2 separate regions of the Gossypium arboreum genome follow, and region 1 is linked to region 2. Evidence: chromatin contacts called from public Hi-C data. All regions are on one chromosome and are shown on one strand. The core of a region is the stretch at or near the end of the contact, and the rest is flanking DNA. Distances in the headings are between cores, read along the strand shown. Region 1 holds the start of LOC108480549 (transcription factor ICE1-like). Region 2 holds the start of LOC108486681 (pentatricopeptide repeat-containing protein At5g61990, mitochondrial).

What was found. Hi-C and Micro-C count contacts between places; a contact is called where the count stands out from the background.
Region 1: a Hi-C map of leaf shows a contact between it and region 2, with 2.7 times the contacts expected there. The contact joins the promoter of LOC108480549 here to the promoter of LOC108486681 in region 2. A contact is called at or near these places in 2 of 5 Hi-C or Micro-C datasets (both in leaf).

Annotation. Positions count from the first base shown.
Region 1 is chr1:13,375,007-13,381,976 of ASM2569848v2, forward strand. It overlaps LOC108480549 (transcription factor ICE1-like), which reads right to left and starts at 2,703. Exons shown (of 5, transcript XR_001870645.2): 1 at 1,166-2,703; 2 at 1-228.
Region 2 is chr1:13,160,322-13,168,029 of ASM2569848v2, forward strand. LOC108486681 (pentatricopeptide repeat-containing protein At5g61990, mitochondrial) reads right to left here and starts at 5,466. Exons shown (of 1, transcript XM_017790856.2): 1 at 1,864-5,466. The coding sequence starts at 5,335. The coding sequence ends at 2,264. It overlaps LOC108485632 (ADP-ribosylation factor GTPase-activating protein AGD1), which reads left to right. Exons shown (of 20, transcript XM_053027414.1): 19 at 803-1,095; 20 at 1,238-1,775. The coding sequence ends at 1,343.

The DNA.
Region 1 (6,970 bases), core at 1,453-3,952, 210 kb after region 2:
TCTTGCTGGCTGCCCATTCAGACCCGGTGATGAACTGGGGCCAAGTTCATCCTTGATACGGCTAGGAAAGGTAGCTGGAGTGGGTGTCAATGGATGGAAACTGCTGGTTGTAGGTGTCAGTGAGGAGCTTGGAAGGATTGACTCCAATTCATTGTGGAGGTCATTGATTCTCTGTAGAAGTTCCTTCAGGTACTCGATAGCATCCCCGAGAATTGAAGCTCTATCCATCTATAAGTAAAAGGAGAAGGTAAATCATACTATTTCTAAGAAGCAAAAATGAGAAAATATGAACTTTCCAAAACCCTTCTTTTGCAAGTAAAGTAACATGCTCCTTCGTCGAGGTTAGTTAGATTAGAAGTTTAACTACTCTTCATTTGACAAACACATGGGTATGGGGTACATTCAAATTTTTTAAAGTTGTTTCCATGAATTTAGAGAGTCGGCTTCGTGGGCGAGCTAAACATAGATACTTGAAGAAAAATATAAACACAGAGCACATAAGATGTGTTGAGAATGTGCCTGAGAATGTGCCTTAGACTTGCTTAATAATAGGTCTGTAGACCAAGTCTTTAGGGCTTTTTAATTTTTAATTTTTTGTGAAATGATTTTAGGAGTAAGTTAAGTGTTTGTGGTATGATTTTAGGAGTAAGTTTAACAGGCTTCTGTTTTTTTTTTTTTTTTTTGCCTATATAATCTTAACAATACAACAGATTATTGTGTGCTTCCAATATATCTTTCTTTCATATTTTCAGTGTTTTATATTGTTGCTAAAATACCAACAATGTAACTATTTACGGTGCTCAAATATAAAAGTATAAAGACATGATAAGAAAAGATTGCAAGTATTGAACTTTACTTATGGATGAGTTGAAAGAAGTTACTGAAATGTGGTCCAAAGAATTATGGTGAAATTTGAAACACACAACCAGACTCCATGTGAGAGAAATTAATGCTAACTTTCTCACAGCATTTTGAGAACACATAAAAACAAAAGATTGCCAGTGACTCACATATAATCCAAAAATGCCACCCAGAAAACAAAAACACACACACCAAAATAAGAAAAAGTAAGAAAATTTGATGTTTTTCCGAGGATCAAAATGAACACAATAGTTCATACTTGAATTCACAAGATAAAAAAGAAAGTCTGAAAGAAAATTCTTACTTTGCTAATCTTTGGAACAACAGAGCGCAACATGTAAAGCCTATCATTGAGTTTCTTCCGACGGCGCCTCTCAGCCATCAAATTCTTAGCAGGAAGCCCTTTCCTTTTACCCTTTTGGTTTTGGTCTCCTCCAGTAGCACTAGTGTTTGCATTTATGGTATTTCCCCCATTTTTAAGAGTTTCCTCCACCTTGGTATTCTCAGTAAACTCATCTGAATCATAATTCAGAGCTGACCCATCAATGCTCACATCTTCTACATCATCTCTGCTGTTAATTTTCCTCTTCTCATTCTCTTCTTTACCCATTTCTTTCTTCCCTTTATCTCCCCCAGTACCACTTGAAACAGTAACCTTTCCTCCATCTAACACCCCGAAATTTGGTCCACTATCAGTTGAATTCTTCCTCATAGCTGCTCTTTTTTGGAATAAATTAGGTTGTGCACCAACGGAAGGACAACTTTCTAGTGGCCTTAACAACTTAGATCTCTTTAAAAACAGAGCATTTCCAGGATTCTCATCAAACCCTTGAAAACCAGCAAACCCGGCACCATTTTCTGGTAGCTGAGCTATCCGAGAACTCGAAAACTGAGCCTCAGGACACAAATTAGCAGGGTCTAAATGATTATCATGACCTAGATCAGTTAAACTACCCAAAACCCCAGCATTTCCCCTGTTCAACAAATTAATACCATTTGTTGCTTGGTTGTCAAGGAACCCAATTTCACTCAAATCAAAACCATGGTCTAAAGGGCTATTAGAAACAAAATTAAGGATTGAAGATAAGTTTGGTTTTGGTTGGCAAAAGTACTGTACCTGAGATGGGTTAAGATGGTTGAAAACGGAGGAAGATGGTGAACATGAAGATGAAGAATCCACTGAAGGGAGAGAATGATGATGGAGCAAAAGATTATCTCTATGATGGTCACCAAGATTTGAAGTAAAGGAAAGGTCTCTAATATCTTGATGGCTTGAAATGCTGTTGTTTCCTACGTACCATTCATCATCTAACATGGATTTGAATGTTGAAAAAGTACCCATATCTTCTTTGTTCTCCATTATAACACCACTGTTATTGTTGTTATTATTATTGTTGCTGTTGTAGTTGGTTCGGTTCCATGAAGCTGAGTCTTCATCTTCTTTATCTTCCATCCAAATAACACCGCCATTAACCCTTGGAAGCATGGGTTTCGGGAGAACTTCTTGATTATGCAGGACTCCAAATTTTCTTTGTTTTCTTTGAAAAGAGAGAATCAAAACCTACCTTTGTTTTTTGTTGAGCGATTATGAACTTAAAATAGTGGGGGTAGGGGGAATGGGGCAGCTTTTGAGAGAGAGAGAGAGAGAGAGTGAGAGAGTTGCAGAAATGGCGAAAGCTTTTTGATTGAATCAGCTAAAGAGAAAAACAATCAAATTGTCGACTTTAGAGGGATTAAATGATACGTGGTGAAATAAATAAAAAGGTAAATAAAGTTTAAGGAATTGAAATTGGGTGTAACTTTGTAGAGGTCACTTCCAAAATCTTCATATAAAACACACAAAATGCTCAAATTAGGCTAAAATTTGTTAAAGAAACCTTTCAAAAGAAAAAGTTTAAATTCAAATATCTTATAGATTTTAAATTATACTTTTATTTTTAAATAATATTTAATTCAATTTATATGTTTTATTTTAAATACATCAATATTTGCATAACTTTTATTATAAAGTAAATAAAATGTCTTTCTTAAAGTTTAAGCCCTTACATGATTATTTTTGAAAGATTTGACAATAATCTAAGCTCTAATGTGAACATTTAGTGAATTTATAATAGGGTTGTTTTTAAACCTAATATATAAAAAAGCCTAAGTAAAATAAGTTAATAGTAAATTAAGATTTTAATTGAAAATAACACTCAATTGAGCCCTTGGTCGAATTAATTTTAATATAAATCCCTTAAGTCCGTTAATTTCACTATGGCACGTTAAGGTTGTGCCACATGATGAAATATGCTAATTTTCATTTAAAATATTTAAAAATAATAAAAAATTTAAACTTATAAAAAATAGAATTTCAAAAAAATAGAATTTTTAAAAATATATGGAAATTTATCTAAAAATAATATAAAATTTTTTAAAAAATTTGTAAAAGAATTAGAATTTTCAAAAAATTATAAAAGGAAAAATTATAAAATATATTAAAATTTATTTAAAATAATATAAAAATGTAAAACTTATAAAATTGCAAACAATATTAAAAATAGAAAATTATTAAAATTATATAAAATTATGAAAAGAATCAGCATAGTTCACTAATTTGTGACATAAAGAATTAACCAACGAGAAAAAGAACCAAAATTGGGTTAAGGTTAAAGGGGACAGTTCAGGCTCCTAATGACAACACCATGTTCCCTTGTGGAGTTTATGCTTATATTAATGATATTGACAAGTTGACCAAACTCAAAGATGGCTGCATAAAAAAAAATTGTTATATTTTCATAATTTTTAAATATTTTTAATAATTTTTATAATTTTCTATAATAATTTTTGAAAAATTATAAAAAATTAGGTGTAATTTTTTAAATTTTAAAAATTCTAAAATTTTAATAATTTTCTATTATTTTTAATATTTTTATAAATTTGTAAATTTTTATAATTTTATAACTTTTAAAAATTCTATTTTAAAAATTTTCAAAGTTCTAATTCTTTTATAATTTTAGAATTCTTTTATAATTTCTATAAATTTTATGCTTTTTAAACCTTTTTAGGAAATTACTCAATTTTGCCACATTGCACAACCTTAGTGTGCCACGAGGCGACGTTAATGGAAATCAAAGGCTTTCACATGTTAAACTAGCTTTATTTGATAATATGTTTTGATATAACAAATTAAAACATTTTTAAATAAAAGTTAAATTAAACAAAATTGGTAAAATGATAAAATCAAGTTAAAATAGTTTTAGTTGAGTTAAACATTTTCAATTAAGTTAAAATTGTTTTAAAACAAGTTAATATTTCTCTAGGCAAAAAAGTATCAGTATCTATAGTTTTCAAAATATCGATACCCATTCTAAAATCGATACCAAATTAACATTCCGTTTTCAACCAATTTAGCTAAGTATCGGTCTAGTATCGATACTTTTTATATGGTATCGATAAAAGTTCATTGGTATCGATATCTTTAGCTCCAACAGCTACTGAACTTTGCATTAAATGCAAAAATTATTGATACCTTTTTAGTTGGTACTAATACTCGTTGTTACATATGAATTAAATGCACTACTTTTTACATCCCTAACGACTCTATTCATATCTCCAACAACCACAACAATTAGAAATCAATTATGGGGTATAAATATCAGCTTCTAAATATCCTACAACAATAAGAGAGATCATCAAGCTTAAAGATCAATAAAAAAAACCTTATTGCTTAATTCTTCATACCTTTCTTGTACACATTTCTGAGCTTTCATTGTTATTTTTTGGCTCAAGTGTATTATTATTTATTTGAGCTTTATTGGCAAACATTTTGATCTTTTAAGGATTATTTCTTTGTTTTCTTCTTTATATCTTTTAAGAGGGTTGTATCTTAAGGTTTAGGTAAAAGCCATGAGGGAGTTACAATCTTAAGGTTTGGGTAGAAACCTTAAAGGAGTTGCAATCTTAAAACTTTAGGTAGAAATCTTAAAGTAGATTGTAAGGTTAAATCTTATCCTCAAAGGTTATCAAATTATTAAATTTAGGAAAATCCTTAATTGTGGAAAGCTAAGGTAGTGGAGTAGGCAATTGGGGCTGAACCCCTCTAAATTCTTGTGTTCATTGTTTCATATTCTTTCATTTCTTCCACCATTTTTCTTAAAGGTCAATTCTCCTTCCCTCTTGGTGATTTCGAGTTGAATTATCGAGCTAAAAATTAGTATCAAAGCTAGTCTCTAAAGACTGTTTAACAACCAAAAGAAGATCCTCAGAGAAGCTAAAATGATTATCAACTCATTCTACAATAATGACATTTACTTCTAGGTCAATTTTCTTGGTAAGTCTCAATCTATTTCCAAACCTTCTTATCTCAGTGGTGTTAACTATTCCTATTGGTAGATAAGGATGATGTTGTTCATCCAAACAAATAATATTGCCATTTAGGATATTATTATGGATGGTCCTTCAATTTCATTCAAATAAGAAGGAGAGTTTTTAGTTCCAAAAAACAAGAATGAATGAAATGAGGAAGATAGGAGAAACATTAGACTTAATGCCAAAGGCAATGCATATTCTATTTTGTGCACTTGGTCCATATGAGTATAGTAGAGTTTTGCCTTGTTCAAATACCAAAGAGATATGAGAGAAGCTTGAATTCACCCATGAAGGCACTATCTAAGTGAAGAAGTCTAAAGCCTGAATTCTTAAACTCATCTATGAAACTTTCAAGATGAAGCCCAAAGAGGATATTAATGAGATATCCGATCGATTCATAATCATCATAAATGGATTGAAGTCTTATGGAAAGATTTATCCAAATGAATAGGTGGTAAGGAAGATGCTTTGAAGCTTACTTAAATCGTGGGAAGCCAAGGTGACTGTAATTGAAGAAGCAAAAATTTAGAACATTTACTTTGGATGAACTCAGTGGTTCTTTGCTTACATATGAGATGAGACTCAATGAAGGGGCTGAAGAAGAAAATGTTGTGAAGAAGAAGGTTAGTATTACTCTAAAATCCACCATAAATGAAGATAGCGAATCAAGTGAAGAGATGGATAAAGACAAAGAGATGGAAATGTTTGCTAGAAGATTCAAGAGGTTCATAAAGTCTAATAAAGGAAGAAGTTATACCAAGGAGGAAGATCACATTATTTGTTATGAGTGAAAGAAAATGAGACACATCAAGTTTGATTGTCCTCAATGGAAGAAGAAGGGATCAAACGAACAAAAGCTTAAAGCTAATGTTGCTACTTGGAGTGATGAGGTTCCTCCGATGATGAAGATCAAGAAGTAGCCAACCTATGCCTTATGGTTATCAATGATTTTAAGGTAGCTTCTAACTCATGTGCTTCAAATACTTATTCTTTTGATGAGTTGTAAGATGCCTATGATGAATTAGGCTTGCAGTTTGAATTAATGGTTTCAAAATATAGGAAAACTATTTCGAAACTAAAAGATGAAAATAAATAAAAGATGAAAATAATTCACTCTCCAAAGTCAATCATGAACTTGAAAGTAAAATAAATGATATGCAAGCTATTATAAATGATTTTGAGAAAAAGAATTGTGACTTGCATAATTTAGTTTCTAAAGTTCATGATGATCATCGAAAGTAACTTGAGTTGTTTAAGAGTGAAAAAGCTCACTCTAACAAATTTTTTGAACAAGGAGAAAGTTTAGAACAAAACTTTGTTAAAACTAGCTTTAATTTCTATAAACATAAAAGTCCTCTAAACTTTTACAAAGGAAAAATTGTTAAAAGTAGATGGCTCCCTAAAGGACTCATAACTACTAAAGATAATGATATCCTTTATAAATGGATACCTAAAGGGACTAGAATCTTGAAAACTAATGCTTACGGACCCAAAAGAAATTGGGCACCAAAAACAAAATTTAATTCTATTTTTGAAGGAAAAGGTGCATTGCTTCAAGGAGAACATCACTAATGTAAGTTCTATGTGATTGCACCTTAATGTTTACTTAGTATAGTTCACTTGTTCCTTATTTTTGATATATATGTTTGGACTAACCACTTTCTTTTTCTCTTAAGCTTTATTTGATTATTTTTAATATAGCAAAAAGGGGAAGAAGAGAACGGTAAATTTAATGGTTGATTGATTATGATTAATTGAT
Region 2 (7,708 bases), core at 4,216-6,715:
AGATGTAAACAACAGGAACAGTGACTACTGTTTTAACCATGTTATCTAGTTTGTCTGTACTACAAATTTTGCTCGGTCCAAGGACTTGAAATATTTTTTTTTCCTCGGAATTCTTCAGGAGTTGGACTTGTTATCATTTTATGTTATCCTCATGCAACCATTATTTGCTGTATGTATGTTTAATTGCCTAGTCATGCAGCTTTTATATAAACTTTTACCCAGGTAAGATCACTGACACTTGATGTTAAAGTGTGGGAACCGTCTGTGTTGGATTTGTTTCAATCACTGGGAAATATCTATGTGAACTCAATCTGGGAGGAGTTGTTGCACTCAGGACCTACAAGAACTGTTATACCTGCGGGGTAAGTCAGACTATTTGATTTGATGGGAGAACTCTTCCTATGATGAACCTTTTTACTTCTTGTTGTAGTTCTTCCAACTCTGAAGGACATAAGCAACTTGTGAAAATGAAACCTACTCACGATGACCCCATTTCAGTGAAGGAGTTGTTCATTCATGCAAAGGTATTGCTCCGAATTATCTAGTTTTTCCTACGGATGTAGAGTTGACGGTTTCCGATTATTTCAGTATGCAGAGAAAGCTTTTGTTCCTAAGATAACAGACAAACGGCGTCTCCACTCTGTAGCAGAAGAGGTGTGGGAAAGTGTTCGTTCTAATGACCCAAGGGCTGTATACCGCTACATTGTTTGCTATGGGGCTGATGTGAATACAATTTATGGTCATGCATCATATTGTACATCCTCCCCCTCTGTCCACAATTCCAGATTAATGTATGTAATAGGAAAAACCAAAGAAATCCTTTAATTACGACTTTGATTGCTTTGCAGTTGACTCTCTGGACCCCTCATCAAGATCTTTGAACTCGTTAAATAAAAACGAAGATCAGATCGAGAAGGAGCATCCCGACAGTTGTTCACTACTTCATCTTGCCTGCTTAACCACCGATATCTGCATGGTGGAGCTGCTGCTTCAGTATGGAGCAAATATAAATGCGTCCGATTCAAGAGGTCGGATGCCACTCCATATTTGTGTCATTGGCAGGAATTTTGCAATAGCAAAATTGCTTCTTACAAGGTGACTTTTTCATTTTCTTACTTTTTTTTGTTCATAATTTTCATAAGTTTCCGCTTTTGGGGTATGTTATCCTTTTTAGACAGATATAATTTCGCTTACACTGGTTATCTTTCCCACTACCATGAATGCAACCGAATTGCAGGGGAGCAGATCCACATGCTGTAGACGGAGAAGGTCACACTTCTATTCAGCTTGCATTAGCATCAGGTGTTGATGATCATGAGGTTTTGCCATTCTTAACAGAATGATAGTATAGTATATCACAACCCCAGAAGGGAACGTCAAAGACCCGGAATGGAAGAAATCAACCATACATTAGGGCTTTTAGCAGACAAAGTTGAAAGTTTGGCTTTACCCCATGTGAAACTGCATCATAATTCATAGCTTTCTTCAAGTATATGACTATATGCAATTCCCACCACCATCTTGGTGGCTCCTTTGGATACTCTGTTTTAGTAGCTTATATTTTTAGGTTCTATTTATTTCTTTTATATATATATATATGAAAATTTTATTTGAGGATCGGGTAGCTCATGCATTTAAATGTATTATAAGTTTTATAAGAGAATGGTCTTTTTTCTTTTTCGAGAGAGTGATAAAATATAATGTAATATCAAAATCTTAAATACAAAAACAAGTGCATTTAAATGTATTGCGACATATTCAGTCGTGTTCAATTATACTATATTCGTATTTATTAACCTTGTGTTTTTGTCGTAGTCTCATATTTATTACAGGGAATAAGAAGCTAAAAGTATTAATGTCATATTGAGAGCCAAAAGCTTGCTTGTAATTGATGATGAAGGTATAAATTATCCAACAGCTAAGAAGAATGAAAACTGATAGTAATAATACAAATCTTTGAGGCCTAAACAATGTGACAAACACTTCCACTCCTGCCGCCTACATTGCTTATTCAGCGCTTACATGTAAGTTAGTTACTATCACTGACCTTTCCGAGTGTCCTGCTCACCTGAACCTTCCACTTTGATAGGAAGCATCCAACACGACAAGTTTCCAGATGGTTTCGAAAACACCATGATTTCTGAGCCTGGCTGAGTTGGTCTACTCTAGCACTTAGCATGAGCCTGCTCCATTAGTGATTCAGGAAGTTTTTAACTGAAGTGCAAAGAAAGAACAGATGGTCTAACTTTTTCTCCCGTAGTTTTTACACTTGACAAGCAACTCCGCATGTTGCTTGCTTGGGAGAATTGTTAGGGCTCTCCAAGTTTGCAACATCATTTTCTTTATCAATAATGCTATTCACAGTGGTGGTGTTTGGAATCCATCCGAACCGGACCAAGCTCTCAAGAATCCATTCTGCTTTCTCTGGATTTCCCTTATCATGAAAACCATGAACAAGCTTGTGACATGTAATTGGACTGAGCTTAAGTCCTTGTTCTGCCATTTCTTCAAGTGACTTTGGAACTTCCGAAAACTCCTCTCTTTTGCATACAGCGTCCAGCAGCAGAAAAGTGGGATTTTTATCGAACACAACATCCTTCACTAGAATTTCATCCAACAGCTTCAACATTCCAATCAAACTATTTTCTTCCAAGTAAGCATTAGCAATAAGACGATAAATAATTTCATCAGGTTCAACCCCTTTTGCAGCCATGGACACGAAAAGATCAAACATCTCTGCTTTCCTCCCTAATCTGTAGTAACCATGTAAAAGCAAGTTGTAAGTTACAACATTCGGAACCAGATTCCTCCTTTGCATCTCCAAAAAGAGAATTTCGGCTTCTTCCATCCTTCCTGCCTTGCTGTGATAATCAATTAGGATTGTATAGGTTCTATGGTTTGGTGTAATACAGTTACTGGCCATGTCTTCTAACAGCCTCATAGCTTCATTTGGTTTCCCCGTCTTGCATAACCCATTGATCAATGCATTGAAAGAAGAGGTGGGATCAAAGCCCTTCTGCAACATTTCAGAAAACAAAGAGAGCGCCTTGTCCAATTCTCCTCCTTTACAGCATCCGTCAATAAGGGCACAATAAGTAAAACTATCAGGTGGAACACCCTTTGAGGGCATTTTATCCAGTAACTGAAATGCCTCAGTTAAATTTCCAGATTTGCAATATCCATCTATAATTATAGAATAACTCTTGACATTAGGTGCCAAGCCTCTCTGTGAGATTTCATTAAACACCCTCCTAGCTTTCTCGGTGTCACCTAACTTACACAGACCATCAATCATTGCATTATATGTAACAATATTAGGAGCAATGCCCTTTTGACACATCTTATCATAGAGGTTGAGAGCAGCCTCCATATCACCAAGCTTAGAAAAGACAGAAATGAGAGAAGTATAAGTGAATACATCAGGCACTATACCCTTTTCATCAAGTTGAGAGAACAGTTGCATTGCATCATTAATTCTACCATTTGCTGCAAGGCCGTGGATGAGTGCAGTGTAAGTCTTTATGTCTGGGAGCACACCTTTTTCAGACATGTGCCTAAATGTCGACAGAGCCTCGGTTACATTTCCCACTTTGCAAAGGCTATTAATCAATATAGTATAGATAGCATTATTTGGAGCTATACCATAACTATGCATCTCTCTGAAACACCTTTCTACTGCCTCCATTTCCCCGGCCTTAGCATATCCATGGATTAAAGTCCCATAGGTAATTTCATTAGGCTTCAACCCCCTGTCAACCATTTCGACTAAGAAGCTCCTTGCTTCGTCCATCATTTGGGACTTACATAAGCCACTTAAAAGAGTATTGCAACAAAAGATATCAGCCATTTGTCCATTCTCCATCATTCTGTTGAGAATCTTTCTTGCTTCCTTGAATCTACTTTTCTGAATATGACCTTTTATCAGATTTGTATACACAACAACGTTGGGCTTCAACCCTACCTTAATCATTGCCTCAAAAACATAATTAGCTCGACCAAGATCTCCACAGTGACATAATCCACTAATTATACCATTATAAGTGTACATCGTGGGTGTCAAGTTGTGTTCCTTCATCTCTTCAAACAATTCATGGGCCTTGAGAAAATTCCCTTGTCGACAATAACTCTGGATCATAAGACTAAATGTTTGTGCATCAGGTCCGATGCCAATCAAAACCATCTCATCGAACAGAGCTTTTCCTTTCTCCAAGTCACCAGCCTTAGAAGCCCCACCAATAAGCACATTATACGTGAACACATTCGGTTTAATTCCACAAGCAACCATCTCATCCTTGACTTGGAAAGCCTCGGCCATGCTCCCCCGTTTAATGAACCCATCAATCAAAGCTGTGTAAGCAAAATGGTTAGGATTTAAGCCTGCACAACGCATTTCCTCCATCATCAATTTTGCTTCCTGAAATCTGTTATGCCTACAAAACCCATTAATAACCGTATTGTAAGTATATGCATCAGGGTTGAAACCCTTCCGACTCATGGAGTTTTTCAACTTCAATGCTTCATCAACAGCACCAGCTTTACACAGTCCACCAATCATAACATTATAAGTAACCAAACCAGGGCTACATCCCTTCTCCTCCATATCCATAAACACCCTTTTTGCCTTCTCAATATCCCCAACTCGACAATGAGCATTAATCACATTGGTAAAAGTATAAACATCAGGCACCAATTTAGCATCTATCATCCCATTGAAAACCTTCCAAAACAAATCCAACTTATTTACCTTAAGCAAATCACCTAAAAAGTTATTACAACAAGCCAAACCAGGCAAAACCCCAACTTCTTTAGCACCCAAAAAAACATAAACAGCATCGTTCCAAGAACCCATTTTCTTATAACAACCAATCAAAATATCGAAAACCCCGACATAATTCCCTTCATAGCCCTTCCAGCACCTAATAATTGAACCCAAAATGGCCTGAACGGGCCTTCTAGTCCTAACCATGCTGTCTAAAACAATAGTGGCTTTACGAAACATCTTCGAATTACATAAAGTAACTGCTAGAAAAGAAAAAGAATCCAAATTTTGAGGGTTCGGGGATTGCTGACTTGCCCAGTTGAAGAAACTGAAAAGGCGTTCGGGATCATGAATCGAGTTTTGGAGAAGAACGGAGTGAACTATTTCTGGGTTCAGCTTGCTTGTCAATTCTGATGATGTTTCAAGAAGTCGTTTCCAGTCATTTTTACTGAGGATAGAAGCGATTTCCACGGCTTCGGCGTCATTTGAAGCTGATGTACAAAGGGAAGCCGATTTGAGACGAGAGGGCCTTGATTTCGTGAAACAATAGACCGTTTGCTTTGAAGATAAACGCATTGTTTTGAAGGATTTTCAAGGTGAAAAAATGGAGACGCTTTTAGTCTGCGAAAAACAGAAAAAGATAAAAGAATCAGCGAGGAAGGGGAACGTTTACAGCACACTTTGGTGGGCTTTTGGCTTCACTTTTCTAAGCTGTTTGGCCCATGTATTTGTACTCTAATTAAAATCCCGGTTTAAGCTTTTCAGTCAACGAAATCGAACACCTCAGCATTTTAATTTTAAATTTATAAATATCTAAAATAAACTTCAAATTATATTAGTTTATGTTAAAATTAAGAAATTTTAAATATAAAATTTTAAATAATTTATTTTAAGGTAATTTTAATTAATTTATTGAACTTTAAAATTAATTAAATTAAATATAAAAATAATATAAAATTATTAAGCGTTTTGGTAAGATATTTTGTATTTTCAATGAAAAAAATCCAGACATTAAAGAGAATATTTTGGGAGTGAACTATAAACCTTAAACATGAACTATAAAACCAACATAGAGAACATTAAAAAAATTAATTTTTAAAAAATTTAAAGCTATGTTAATAATTAATATAAACTAAATAAAGTTAAGTTTTTACAACTTTTTTAAAAAAATGTTTAGTGTTATAATTGATGAACTAATTTAATCTATAAAAATCAAGAGTATTGTTTTTGTTAGGTACGAAAATATAAAGAGAGAGATGAATTAATATTTTAAATTTTTGTCGCTTATAAATGAGTTATCGTTTAGAGTAATAAAATATAACACAAAAATATATAAGAATTTAGAACGGCAGTGTTCGCAATTGCACAAATTGAATTGTAATATAGTTAGTAAAATGAAATACTTGAAAGTATTATAAGAATCGTACCCAAGGGAGGATGGAGTAAATTATGAAAATATTTTTACAGTAATAAGTCTAAGTAGTAGTAATTAATTCCTATATTACGATAAATTATAAAATAGATTAAAGAGATAATTTAATTAACTAAAATGAATAAACAAGAAAAATAAACAAACGACTTAATCAATAAACCAATCAGAAAGATTAACTCGCTTCAAGGTTTGTAACTAACTTCGAATTAGGGTTTTAAGGTTGATTAGCTACCGATTAACTAATTATTACCTCTCGGCTTCTAATTAACTAATCGGTTGATTGATACTTGCTTATCTCCTGACCTTACTTTCTCAACCAGGATAAATTTGTTAAGAACGAAATAAAAAATCCGAGAAAGAGAAGAGAAGAGAATAGAAGAATAGAAAATAGAGGAGAGAACAATGCATATTAGAAAGGTGTGTTGATAGTTTTCAATTTTCATATCCAATACTGTCAATTACATGCTGATATATAGGAAAAACAATTGAATTGTCTAACAGTCGAAATAGCAGAAAAACAAACAAAACAAATTGTACGATTGTTTCTATGATACATTTCATTTTATTTAACCTGATGCACACCGTTTTTACAACCTGCTCTCGGCCCAACTACCCATAACAACTACTCTCTCCTTGAAGAAGATCCTTGTCCTCTAGGATCTATATGAAGGTAAGCATCCTTCAGCTGCACCAAAGATTCCCATGTGGCATCCTCTGGAAATGAATTCACCCATTCAACCAAAACTTCAGTTGTGGCCACATTCCCACGCTTCACCATCCTTCTATCTAAAATTCAAATAGGCTTTTTGGCCCAAAATCCTTGGTTGTCCACTACTGGCAGAGACACTTATACATGAGCAGCTCCAACATATTTCTTAAGTTATGAAACATGAAAAGTAGGGTGAATTCTAGATCCTTGGGGGCAGCTACATCTTGTATGCTACCTTCTGATCTTACTTTCCACCATGTATGACCCAAAATACTTGGGAGCTAATTTTTGGTTAAGTAACCTTCCATAGAATACTGTCTGTAAGGTTGAAGCTTCAAATAAACCCAATCCCCAATTTCAATATGTCTGCCTGTTTTGTGTCTATCAACTTGTTGCTTCATTCTATCTTGTGCTCTCTTCAGATGGAATTCCAGCAGTTGTCTTATAGCCTTACGATGATGCAAAATTCTATCTACAACAGCCACCGGTCATGTCCTGGCTAATTATGTTGTATGATGAGGAGGTGTCTGGCCATGTAGTGCCTCATAAATTGTGCTTTGAATGGCTAAGTGGAATGTGGAATTATACCACCACTCAGCTAAGGGAAGCCAACTTACCTAGTCCTGTGGTCTCTCCCCCGACATGCATCTTAGATAGCCTTCAAGACACCCATTCAGTACTTTTGTTTACCTATCAGTCTCAGGATAGTAAGTAGTGGATAGGTGAAGTTTAGTTCCCACTCGTTTGAACAAATCCTACTAGAAATTACTGACAAATATCTTGTCCCTATTAGATATAATGGAGTCAG